Regions from separate parts of the Sus scrofa genome. Here region 1 is linked to region 2. The links are chromatin contacts, called in public HiChIP or PLAC-seq maps. All regions are on one chromosome and are shown on one strand. The core of a region is the stretch at or near the end of the contact, and the rest is flanking DNA. Distances in the headings are between cores, read along the strand shown. Region 1 has its middle 6.3 kb from the start of NICN1. Region 2 overlaps ARIH2 (E3 ubiquitin-protein ligase ARIH2).

Region 1 (6,087 bases), core at 2,493-4,992, 430 kb after region 2:
TTTGATCTTCAGCCAGGTACACAAAAAATCTGGCAGCTGCGACTCTGATTCAATCCTTGACCAGGGAACTTCTGTATGCAAGGGTGAGACGGTAAAAAGATAAATAAATGTGTGCATTTTTTTTCTTTTTTCTTTTTTTTATTTTTTAAAGAGAATTTTATTTTATATTTTTGCTTTTTAGGGCTGCACCCGTGGCATATGGAAGTTCCCAGGCTAGGGCTCCAATTGGAGCTACAGCTGCTGGCCTACACCACAGCCACAGCAATGCCGGATCCTTAACCCACTGATCGAGGCCGGGAATCAAACCAGCAACCTCATGGTTCCTAGTCAGATTCGTTTCCACTGTGCCATGATGGGAACTCCTCCAGTGATAATGTTTTTATTTAAACTGCATCTCTGGCCCTCTTCTCCTAACTCATCCCTAAATACTCCTCACTCACCTGCTCTGGTCACATGGGCCTCCACATTGTCCCAGGCTCACAGGTTTATTTCCACCTGTTTGTTCACTCTCTCATTTCAATCACTTCTCAGCTCTAATATCTCCTCACCAAACATCATATTGCATATTTGTTTATGTGTTGTCTGATTACCCTCTAGAACAGCACTGTCCGGTAGAAATATAATGCAAGCCGGAGTTCCCGTCATGGCACAATGGTTAACGAATCCGACTAGGAACCATGAGGTTGCGAGTTCAATCCCTGGCCTCGCTCAGTGTGTTAAGGATCCAGCGTTGCCGGGAGCTGTGGTGTAGATCGCAGACGTGGCTTGGATACTGCATTGCTGTGGCTGTGGTGTAGGCCAGTGGCTACAGCTCCGATTAGACGCCTAGCCTGGGAACCTCCATATGCCACAGTAGTGGCCCAAGAAATGGCAAAAAGACCAAAAAAAAAAAAAAACCAAAAGGAATAAAGACAATGTAAAATAAACCAAAATCTTCATACGGCAGGAACTTTGCTTTTTTAGGGCCACACCCACGGCGTTTGGAAGTTCCCAGACTAGGAGTTGAATTGGAGCTACAGCTGCCAACCTATGCCACAGCAACAGCGACGCCAGATCCAAGACAAATCTGTGACCTACACCCCAGCTCACGGCACCACCAGGTCTTTAACCCACTAAGCAAGGCCAGAGATCGAACCTGGGTCCTCATGGATCCTAATCAGGTTTGGTACTGCTGAGCCACAATGGGAACTCCCATTTCTTGGGATAGGTTGCAGACACAGTTCAGATCCTGTGTTGCTGTGGCTGTGGTGTAGGCTGGCAGCTACAGCTCTGATTTGACCTCTAGCCTGGGAACTTCCGTATGTCCAGGTTCGGTTTTAAAAAACAAAAAACAAAACAAACAAAAAATTATTTTTTGGCCATACCAGTTCCCAGGCCAAGGATGGAACAGGGAGTTGTGCTCAGGGTGCATAATCTTTAATTTACAGGTGATTGTGCTTAAGGTTCAGTCAAGCTGCAGAGATGCACAAGGAAGGGCTCTAAGCTTTTCAGTTTTAGATGATTCATTTTTAAGCTATTCATTTTTATTTTTATTTTTTATTTTTTTGTCTTTCTGTCTTTTTCTAGGGCCTCACCTGCGGCATATGGAGGTTCCCAGGCTACGGGTCCAATCGGAGCTGTAGCCACCAGCCTACACCAGAGCCACAGCCACGCCAGATCTGAGCCATGTCTGCAACCTACACCACAGCTCACAGCAATGCTGGATTCTTAAACCACTGAGCAAGGCCAGGGATCAAACCTGCAACCTTATGGTTCCTAGTCGGATTCGTTAACCACTGAGCCATGACGGGAACTCCAGCTATACATTTTTGAAAGAAGCATGAGAAATATAACCTTTCTCTTAGGTGTATAAGATGCCTACATTATTATGTGTATGCCTTGAGAGGGAACCAGGACCCTGCCCCAAGGCTGCACTATAGTTTCTTCTTTTCTCTTTTTTTCATCTTCTCCTTTCCCTGATCAGCAACTGTCTGAACCTACCCTTTGGAAGTCAGGGAAGGCCATGGAGGCTGAATGAGGCCCATTTCCTAAAAACAAGAAATGGGGGGAGTTCCCGTCGTGGCGCAGTGGTTAACGAATCCGACTAGGAACCATGAGGTTGCGGGTTCGGTCCCTGCCCTTGCTCAGTGGGTTAACAATCCGGAGTTACCGTGAGCTGTGGTGTAGGCTGCAGACGCGGCTCGGATCCCGAGTTGCTGTGGCTCTGGCGTAGGCTGGTGGCTACAGCTTCGATCCGACCCCTAGCCTGGGAACTTCCATATGCCACAAGAGCGGCCCAAAGAAATAGCAAAAAGACAAAAAAAAAAAGAAAGAAATGGGGGACACAGAAAGGCTTTTGTGCACAGGATTCCCCACAGGGCCCCATTCAGTTTCAACTCTTTCAGGCAACCAATTTCAAGAGTTGATATGTCGGGCGTTCCCTTGTGGCACAGTGGTTAACAAATCCGACTAGGAACCACGAGGTTGCGGGTTTGATCCCTGGCCTTTGCTCAGTGGGTTAAGGATCCCGCATTGCCGTGAGCTGTGGTGTAGGTCAAGGACGCGGCTCGAATTTGGCGTTGCTCTTGCTGTGGCTGTGGCGTAGGCCAGCAGCTATAGCTCCGATTGGACCCCTAGCCTGGGAACCTTCATGTGCCACGGGAGTGGCCCTAGAAAAGACAAAAAGACAAAAAAAAAAAAAAGAGTTCATATGTCAACAACAAGGTTCTACTGCATAGCACAGGGAACTATTCAATATTCTGTGATTAATGAAAATAATATGAAAAAGTATATAGTGCAATGGAATCACTTTGCTGTAGAGCAGAAATTAACACATTGTAAAACAACTAGGTCAATTAAAAAAAAAAAAAAAAGGAGTTCCCATTGTGGCTCAGTGGTAATGATCCCGACTAGTATTCAGACTTTGAGTTGCTGTGGCTGTGGCATAGGTCAGCAGCTGACGATCTGATTTGACCCTGAGAACTTCCACATACCACAGATGCAGCACCCCCCCAAAAATTATTTTTAATAAAACATTCTATTTAACCCAAAATATATGAAATATCATTTCAATATAAAACCAATATTTTATTTTATTTTATTTTTTATCTTTTTAGGGCCGTGCCCGATGCATATGGAGGTTCCCAGGCTAGGGGTCAAATCCGAGCTGTAGCCAGAGCCACAGCAACGCCAAATCCGAGCCTCGTCCTTGACCTACACCACAGGCCACTGCAACACTGGATCCCTAACCTACTGAGCAAGGCCAGGGATCGAACCTGCAACCTCATGGTTTCTAGTCAGATTCGTTTCCGCTGCACCACGATGGGAACTCCTAAAACCAATATTTTAAATGTTAGATAGTTTACATTATTGTCTACCAAATCTTTGACATCAGGTATATATTTTACATTTATAGCACTTCTCAATTCAGACTAGCCACATTTCAAGAGCTAAATAGTATTGTGTGTCTAGTGGCTTCCATTTTTTGTTTTGTTTTCTTTTTGTCTTTTTAGGGCCGAACCTGCAGCATAGGAAGGTTCCCAGGCTAGGGGTCGAATGGGAGTTGTAGTTGCCAGCGACTGGGGATCCAACCACAGCAACTGGGGATCCAAGCCATGCCTGCGACCTAAACCACAGCTCATGGCAACTCCAGATCCTTAGCCGGCAGAGCAAGGCCAGGGATCAAACCCGTGTCCTCGTGGATACTATTTGGGTTCCTTAACCACTGAGCCATGACAGGAATTACTAGTGGCTTCTGTATGTGGTAGCAGAGCTCCAAAATATAAACCCTGAAGAAGAGCTTGGTGTGTCTGGTTCCTGGTTAAATCCCCAGCACCTAGAACAGTGCCTGGTACGCATTTCATTATATATTCAATTAGTGGTTTTTGAATTTGTAAGTGAATGGAATGGCTTTGCCGCCCCTGGAACACTTCCCTAGGGTAGGTCCCAACCCTCGGAGAACAAACATCTCCTGGCAGGCAACCCTCAGACATAGTTTGGACAGCAGCACCACCTGCTGGAAAACAGAGAGTCACTCACTCAAGAGGATCAGGCTCCTTGATGGAAGGCTGAAGGAGGGGGCATAGGCAGAAGGGCTCTGGATGCCTGGAATGGTATTCCTTACCTGGGTCTTGGACCTTCAACTTTCCAAAAATCTTTCCTAGATCTTAGCTCCTAGTATCACTAAGGCAACTATCATATCAAGAATTCCAGGAGTTCTCATTGTGGCCCAGTAGAAACGAATTTGACTAGGAACCATGAGGCAGTGGGTTCAATCCCTGGCCTTGCTCAGTGGGTTAGGATCCGGTGTTGCCCTGAGCTATGGTGTAGGTTGCAGATGCCGCTCAGATCCTGCGTTGCTGTGCTGTGGTGCAGGCTAGCGGCTATAGCTCCGATTCAATCCCTAGTCTGGGAACCTCCATGCGCTGTGGGTGACACTAAAAAAAAAAAAAAAAAGCAAAAAAAAAAAACAACAACAACAACAAAAAGAATTCCATTAACAATCAAAAACAAGGAAACCATGCTAGGCTCCCTCTTCCATGGTTTACACCTGAATTCTTATTTTTTTTTTCCCTGTCTTTTTAGGGCTGCAGGTGCAGCATGTGGAAGCTTCCGGGCTATGTTAATTGACAGCTCACAGCAATGCCTGATCCTTAACCCACTGAGCGGGGCCAGGGTTCAAACCTGCATTCTCATGGATACTAGCTGGGTTCATTACTGCTGAGCCACAACAGGTACTCCCTGCCGTCTGATTCTTAACCCACTGTGCCACAGTGGGAACTTCAAGGAATACATCATCATACTCTTGCCAGGATTCTGCTAGGCCCTTGGTTAAAAGCCTCCTGGGTCCTAGTTCTTTTCTCATCTCCTACCCTGAAGATGGGTCCACAGTTGCTGGTTGGCGGCAGGAAGTGGCAAAAAATGGAGTTTGCTAGTAGCTCAGCAGTTAAGGATCTAGCGTTGTCACTGCTCTGGTTTCTGCTGTGGCAAAAAAAAAATTCTTTATATATATAATGATTTTTATTTTTTCCATTATAGCTGGTTTACAGTGTTCTGTCAATTTTCTACTGTACAGCATGGTGACCCAGTTACACATACATGTATACATTCTTTTTTCTCACATTATTATGCTCCATCATAAGTGACCAGACATAGTTCCCAGTGCTACACAGCAGGATGCTGTGGCAAAATTTTGTTCCTTGCCCTGGGAACTTCTATATGCTGCAGGCACAGCCAAAGAAAAAAAAGTGACTAACAAGGCCAGGCTCCACCTAGAGTTGGCCACACTAGGCAGCTTACCAAAAGCCCTGAATGGTATAAGAGGGATTCAATTTCTTTTTCTTTCTTTTTCTTCTTTTTTTGTTTTTTTAGGGCTGCACCCATGGCATATGGAAATTCCCAGGCTAGGTGTCAAATCAGAGCTGTAGTTGCCAGCCCATGCCACAGCCACAGCAACACCAGATCCAAGCTACGGTATGTAAGACATGTTTCTTTGAAAACTCCATCTAGTTCTTCTTTACTTTATCCCATCTTCTTGTCTTACTTGATCCCATCTTCCTGCTTGGAAAAACTGTCACAGTGCTGGTAAATGATTTAAGCTTAAGAACATAGATCTAAAGGCATAAGTGACTTAAGCTTAAGAACTGTTATGTGCCTAGAGGTCAGAGTAAGAGCTTAGCCTTTTACCACCTAAGTGGCTTTTTAAATAGTAAAAGAACTTATATAATAGTAAACAAACCCTGTATTATCCACCTATAGCCACTCCTCACTTGATCTCATCTAAAGAGCACAATAAAAGCAGTATGGTTTCTTGAGGCAGGGCTCTTGGCCCCTGAGACCTTGAGTCCCTCGGTTCCCACCTTTACTTAAGATAAATGTCTCTGTGTCTTGTTTTATGTTAACTTTTTTTCCTTAAGTTCCACAGCACCTGTTCTTCAGCCTCATCCTGCTGAGCTGGTCTCCGCAACCAACACCACAGCTTACAGCAACACCAGATCCTTTAACACACTGGGTGATGCCAGGGACTGAACCAGAGTCCTCATGTATACTAGTTGGGTTCATTACCACTGAGCCATGACGGGGGTTCTGTGATTCAGGATCAAGATGAAT
Region 2 (6,021 bases), core at 3,033-5,532:
TTGATCATGGTGCACTTTGCACAACTCTGTGACACACTGAGATATGTAATTCCTTCATATGATTTAGGTCATGTGATATGTACATAGTTTAAAATTATAGCCTTATGAACAGCTGTCTGTAAACAAAAGCTAAGTTTGAGGACTGGCGTTTTCCATTGGTACTCTTATCTGTGTTACTCATTTTGTTGTGTTCTGGTGGTTACCTATAAATGAGCCATAGTTTAACATAAAGTTAGGCCTTCTGTTTCCTTTTGGGATTTGAAGTCTCTTAAGTAGAAAAATCCCAGTTTTCTGGGACACTAGGCTTTTGGTTTAGTGAGGGTTCTGGGTGTCAGAGGGTAACTTCCTGTATATATTCTGGGACCAGTTCATAAGTAAAATTATTACTATTTTTTCCTTTTTTTTTTTTTTTTTTTACCCCAGGGCTGCATCTGTGGCATATGGAAGTTCTCAGGCTAGGGATCATATTGGAGCTGCAGCTGCTGGCCTTTACCACAGTTGTAAGCAATGTGAGATTCAAGCCACCATGTCTGTGATCTACACCAGAGCTCATGGCAAAGTTGGGTCCTTAACCCACTGGGCAAGGCCAGGGATCGAACCTGCATCCCCACAAATACTAGTTGGGTTCATAATCTGCTAAGCTATAACAGGACTTCCGTAAATTAAGATTATTAATTGAGAAAGGAAGTACCCAGGAAAATTAATCAAGGGCTGAGAATAGATAATAGGGAAAATGCTTATCTAATATGAGGGGAAACTGCTGGTGTTTAAATAATGACTAAACAGAGTCATTGTGGAGTTCCCTTATGATACAGCTGGTTAAGGATCCATCATTGTCATTGCAGCAGCTCAGGTTGCCACATTTTGAGCTCAGTCTAGTCCATGGAGTTACAGTGAGCTTGTTTGAATCTTGTGTTGATAGGAGAAGCTTCAAGATGGGGTGATAGGAGAAGCTTCAAGATGGGGTGTGGCCAGCAGTGCAGGCAATAAGTCTGTGGGTCAGTGAAGCATGGGGATGGGAAAGTTATCTGTCTGGGCTGGAGTGTGAAGCTCAGATGTATAGGTAAAAAGGAATAAAATGTAGAAGATCATGAATGTAGCCTAAGGTATCTTTACTGTTAGAAGAAAGAAATAGATTTTTTAGGAGTTCCTGTCGTGGCTCAGCAGTTAATGAACCCAACTAGCATCCACGACATGGCTTGGATCCTGAGTTGCTATGGCTCTGGCGTAGGCTGGTGGCTACAGCTCTCATTAGACCCCTAACCTGTGAACCTCCATATGCTGCGGGTGTGGCCCTAAAAAGACAAAGACAAAAAAAAAAAAAAAGATTTTTTTAAACTTCAGTGCTGAACTGTGCTGCTCCCTTTCTCAAGCCTGGTTCTCCTCAGGTAAGGTTAGAGAAATAAACTGGTTCTTCTGAGTGGTTTTTTTTTTTTTTTTTTACTACAGTTCTTGTTTTATGAATTGCTGTATTAACTGTGTTAGAGCTGGGAAAATGTTCCCCAGAACAGTCAATTCTGCCACCATCTTGCTTGAAATTGTTTAAGATCTAGTGCTTGCCATTCAGCAAAATGTGGCTGGAAAATATCTCACATTCTTTTGGAGATAATTTTTCCCTTTTGTGGATGAATCATGAATTTTCAGGACTTCTGACTCCAAGTGCAGAAGTCTTCGTAGTCCCTTGATCAAAACAATGTGGTTTCTATACATTTGTCATTTGTAACATGAACAGTTAATATCCTTAACCAAAAAATACCTTATATTTAGCCTTTCTCTCAAGTGACTAGATTTTTGGAAAAGACTTATTTATTAAATCAACTTTCTGGTATCCTGGGATAGCTGAATTTTAAGATTGTTGTACTTATATGTTCATTAAGTAACCAAGTAATGGTTGTTTGGTTTTTCTTTTTTCTTCTTCTCTCTCTTTTATTTTGTCTTTTGTGGCATGTGGAGGTTCCCTGGTCAGGATCGAACTCTAGCCACAGCAGTGATAATGCCATCCTTAACCTGCTGAGCCACCAGGGAATTCCATAATGGTTGTGCTCTATTCATGGGAAACTATCTTTAAGCTGGGCCTAGTAACACTAAATGTTTGTATGCTGAGTAGCCATCTGATTTCTATTTTTATGACCTGATGTCAGGTTTCTTTGCATGCCTGTATTCAGTAGAATAGAGATTAAATTCCTTTGTTTCTAATAGTTGGTTTTTAGTGGATGTATTGATATACTTCACCATACTTTAGTCTGGAAGTCTGATGTATGTTTTACTGGCATTATAAATTTTATTTTTAAAAATGAGGTGAGAAATATCCGGGAAGACATTGCGAATTGCTCTAAGTACAGCTAGTGCCGGAGTTACCCCTGTCTTGCCAGCTTAGAAATGCTATTGTTATCATTGACTTTGTGTGCTCACTGTGTGCCTGGCACCACATACAGCATGCTCACTGCCTTCTAGAAAATAAGCTCTTCAGATGCAAAGCAGACTTTTATTCTAGTCTTTTGTTGTGCTCTCACACTACCTTGAGAACCATGTAAATTTACCATTCTGTCCTAATCCTGAACATATTTATATTTAAATTTTCATTGTTGTCATGTTACTACAGTTAAAGAAAGAGTATCATTCATAATTCCATTAACCTAAAATAAAAGTTTTCTTCCTGCTATCCTTCAGGTTTTGCCCATATTCATAGATAATGTTACTCTGCTGCAATTCATTCATTCATTCAACTAGTATTTATTGAGTACCTGCTATGTGCCAGGCACTGGAAATATAGCTATGAACAAAATAATCGAAAATCTATGCCTTGGGCAGCAGTACTTTCTAGTAATCGTGTATATGTATTTATACTGGTTTTTTTCATATGTATTTCAATCATTTCCATTTGTTTCTACTTCATCATAAATTATTTTATGTATAGTACACCATCTTGTTCTTGAACTGTGACTTGCTCAAGCATTCCCCATTGAGCATTTAGGTGAGTATTTATGTGTTACAGTTGTTTGGAGACTGGTTATATTTTGAACATTTTGATGGATGTGGCCTTTATGTCTGTTGAGCCTGGACTAGTAGTCAGATTAACTAGATTCCAGTTCCTTTTCTGCTATTTAATATAATATGACCATGGGTAGTTTCTCAACATCTCTAAAATTATTTTCCTCATCTGTAAAATAGTGATTATGGAGTTCCTGTCCTGGCTCAGTGGTTAACGGTCCGACTAGGAACCATGGGGTTGCGGGTTTGATCCCTGGCCTCGATCAGTGGATTAAGGATCTGTCATTGTCATGAGCTGTGGTGTAGGTCACAGATACAGCTTGGATCCTGCATTGCTGTGGTTGTGGTGTAGGCCGGCAGCTACAGCTCCGATTGGACCCCTAGCCTGGTAACCTCCGTATGCCGCAGGTGCAGCCCTAAAAAGACAAAAAGACAAATAAAATAAAATAATGATTATAACCTTATTCACAGTGTTAAATGAGGTAAGGCATGTAAAGTGTTTGTCACAAGAGTGTTCAGACATGGTCATGATGGAAGCAGGGCAAGAGTTGAGTAATGAGAGTGCTGCTTTCACATGTTTGCTGTGGTTCCTTAAAACACATTCTCAGGATTTTGTGTTTTTCATTTTTTAAAGTTTTGTTGAAATATAGTTGATTTACAATGTTGTGATAATTTCTGCTGTACAACAGTGATTCAGCTATACACGTGCACACATCCATTAGGATTGTTTGTTTTGAGTCAGAGAGTAATAGCCACATTGCAGAAGGTTCTGGGAGGTATATTACTAACTGATGCCTCTGAGTGTGCATGTGGTAGTTGGGTCATGTACTTTGGATTCTTTTGCCTTCATCCAGAGCCTCTGGTGTTCTTCTCCTGGGACCTACTAATAAGAGAAATAAAAATAACACAAATTGAATTTTGTATTGGGACCAGGAAAAGGTTATAAGGGAATATAGTCTGTTCCTACATTTCTGGTTAACTGCAGTGTTTGGTCTTCTATCTGCATTGACAGCACTCCTTAATGAGGTGCTTAGTTGATTTTGGGGTCCATGTTATTGAAGTACCTCCTTACTTTAACTTTTGCTCTGTCCAAATATTGTCCCCCTCTCATTTTTTTTAAAATTAGCTTTGTCTTTATCCTACTACTCAAAAATTTAAAGGATTAGATTTCTATACCCAAAAGAGGAAATAATTGTAGGACAGATTTGAGAAAGATATGGATAGAGACAGCAGGAAGCTTCTTAGCTTGCTCATCCTGAAATGTGGTCTGCCTGTGGCTTAATTACTTAAGCTGACATGAATTGTCGGAATTTGAAGCTTATGTTGTGTTCCTTTTTCTTTAAACTATCACAACCCTTTATAAACATGAAATGGTTTTACCATGATAATCACAAGTTATCAACCATAAACAGGGGAAAATATAGGCAAGAAGAAGAGGTTTGTATGGGAGATTTTAACAGGAGAACAGAGATGTTCTTATAGTCATGAACAAAGAGTGGTCTCTGTGTGGGAATGTTTGTTTTTCTCTCTCTCTCTCTCTCTTTTTTTTCCTTTTGGTCTTTTTAGGGCCACACCCTCAGCATTTGGAGGTTCCCAGGCTAGGAGTCCCATCTGAGCGGTAGCCTCCGGCCTACGTATGCCACAGCCACAGCAACACAGGCTCTGAGCCGCGTCTGCAACCTACACCACAGCTAACGGCAATGCCGGATCCCTAACCCACTGAGCGAGGCCAGGGGTCGCACCCTAGTCCTCAAGGATGCTAGTTGGGTTCACTAACCCCTGAGCCATGACAGGAACTCCAGGAATCTTTCTCACTTTCACTAGCAATTTCTTTCCTGCCCAATACATATTCTACCCACTCTCATTTCCTTTATCCCTTGTTTTAGATTTTTACTGATCTCTTCAGTGCTCTTACCATCATTTTCCAGTCTGTTGATAGCCTTGCCGCCTTTTATAAGAAGTATTCCAATGCCCAGACTTCATTCTCTGGATTCTCTGTCTGCATTGGTGATACCACCATTTACCAAGCCGGAAACTGAGGGTTTTCTCGACACCCTTCTCCTCTGAAGCCCTCCCAGATCCCAAGGCAGAGTTGGACACTCTTGCCTCTGTACCACTTTGTGCATGTTTCTTGGTATGTACTTAGGTTGTTTGGAAATTAGTTATTTGTAAGCCAGAGATTGAACTCTTTGAAATAGAGGTCCATTTTTTTTTTCTTTGTATAACAGCACCTAGCAAAAATGCCTGGTTATGTTTTGTTCTTTGTAAGTGTTGCTTACTGAGTATTGAGCTGTTTCAGCCCAGGCCAGTGATTGCAAAAATTGAGAATCTAACCCCAAAGCTCTACTTCTGTATGTTTGCATTTGTAAATAGAAGACATGCTTGTCAAAGGGCTTCTGTGAAGCCAGATGACTTTTGAGTAGAGAGGGTATATACAGGTGGTGGTTCCCAGCTTGGTGTCCATATCAAAATTAGTTGACAGTTCTTATATAGAGTTCCAAACTTCATGCAGGCGTAATAAAACAGAATCTTCAGGGGTGAGATGAGGTGTTTTACATTATATTCATGTGGAAATACAGAAAAATTGTGAAATGATTCAGGTTTTGGAAATGAGAGAGGAGTACATCCTTTCTTTGGCTGCTGAAATGTCCAACATTCAGAGTGTACTGGTTTTGTAACTAGAATGAGAGTAGGATGTAAATTGCCCACCAATATTCACAAATTGGATAAGTTTCCTATAATTTTTTGATGTCTAAATATAACTTCATATTTTATTATCAAGGTAAAAGTGGGTTCTTATGTCCATGTTGATAATGAGTGGCTTTGAGAATGACTAATAGTATCTGCAGTTATAATGTGAATGTTTTAAAAGTTTTTTATTTTACAATACTGTAGTAGAAAACGTCAAATCCCTGCTTCAGGATAGTTGTCTGCCCTCACATATGTTTGTTCCTTCTTCGTTTGTTATTGTTTTGGTATTCACATGTCTGTAAGAGTTTTACTTGTAATAGCCAAAAACTGGACACAACC

What was found. HiChIP or PLAC-seq counts read pairs in DNA pulled down with a chosen protein or histone mark.
Region 1: a contact with region 2 is called in an H3K27ac HiChIP or PLAC-seq map of alveolar macrophages. The contact joins two enhancer-like sites. A contact is called at or near these places in 1 of 5 promoter capture datasets (fetal liver) and 1 of 2 datasets of contacts at active chromatin or transcription factors (alveolar macrophages).

What each region holds. Positions count from the first base shown.
Region 1 is chr13:32,010,494-32,016,580 of Sscrofa11.1, forward strand. No RefSeq gene overlaps it. Among named protein-coding and RNA genes, the nearest start is that of NICN1, 6.3 kb to the left of the region's middle. Within about 2 kb of position 3,743, at least 8 of the 83 cell types and tissues checked have an H3K27ac peak or open chromatin away from gene starts, as enhancers often do. A contact at or near this core is called in alveolar macrophages, where this site is marked.
Region 2 is chr13:31,579,494-31,585,514 of Sscrofa11.1, forward strand. All of the region lies in intron 3 of ARIH2 (E3 ubiquitin-protein ligase ARIH2), which reads left to right. Among named protein-coding and RNA genes, the nearest start is that of ARIH2OS, 12 kb to the left of the region's middle. Within about 2 kb of position 4,283, at least 5 of the 83 cell types and tissues checked have an H3K27ac peak or open chromatin away from gene starts, as enhancers often do. A contact at or near this core is called in alveolar macrophages, where this site is marked.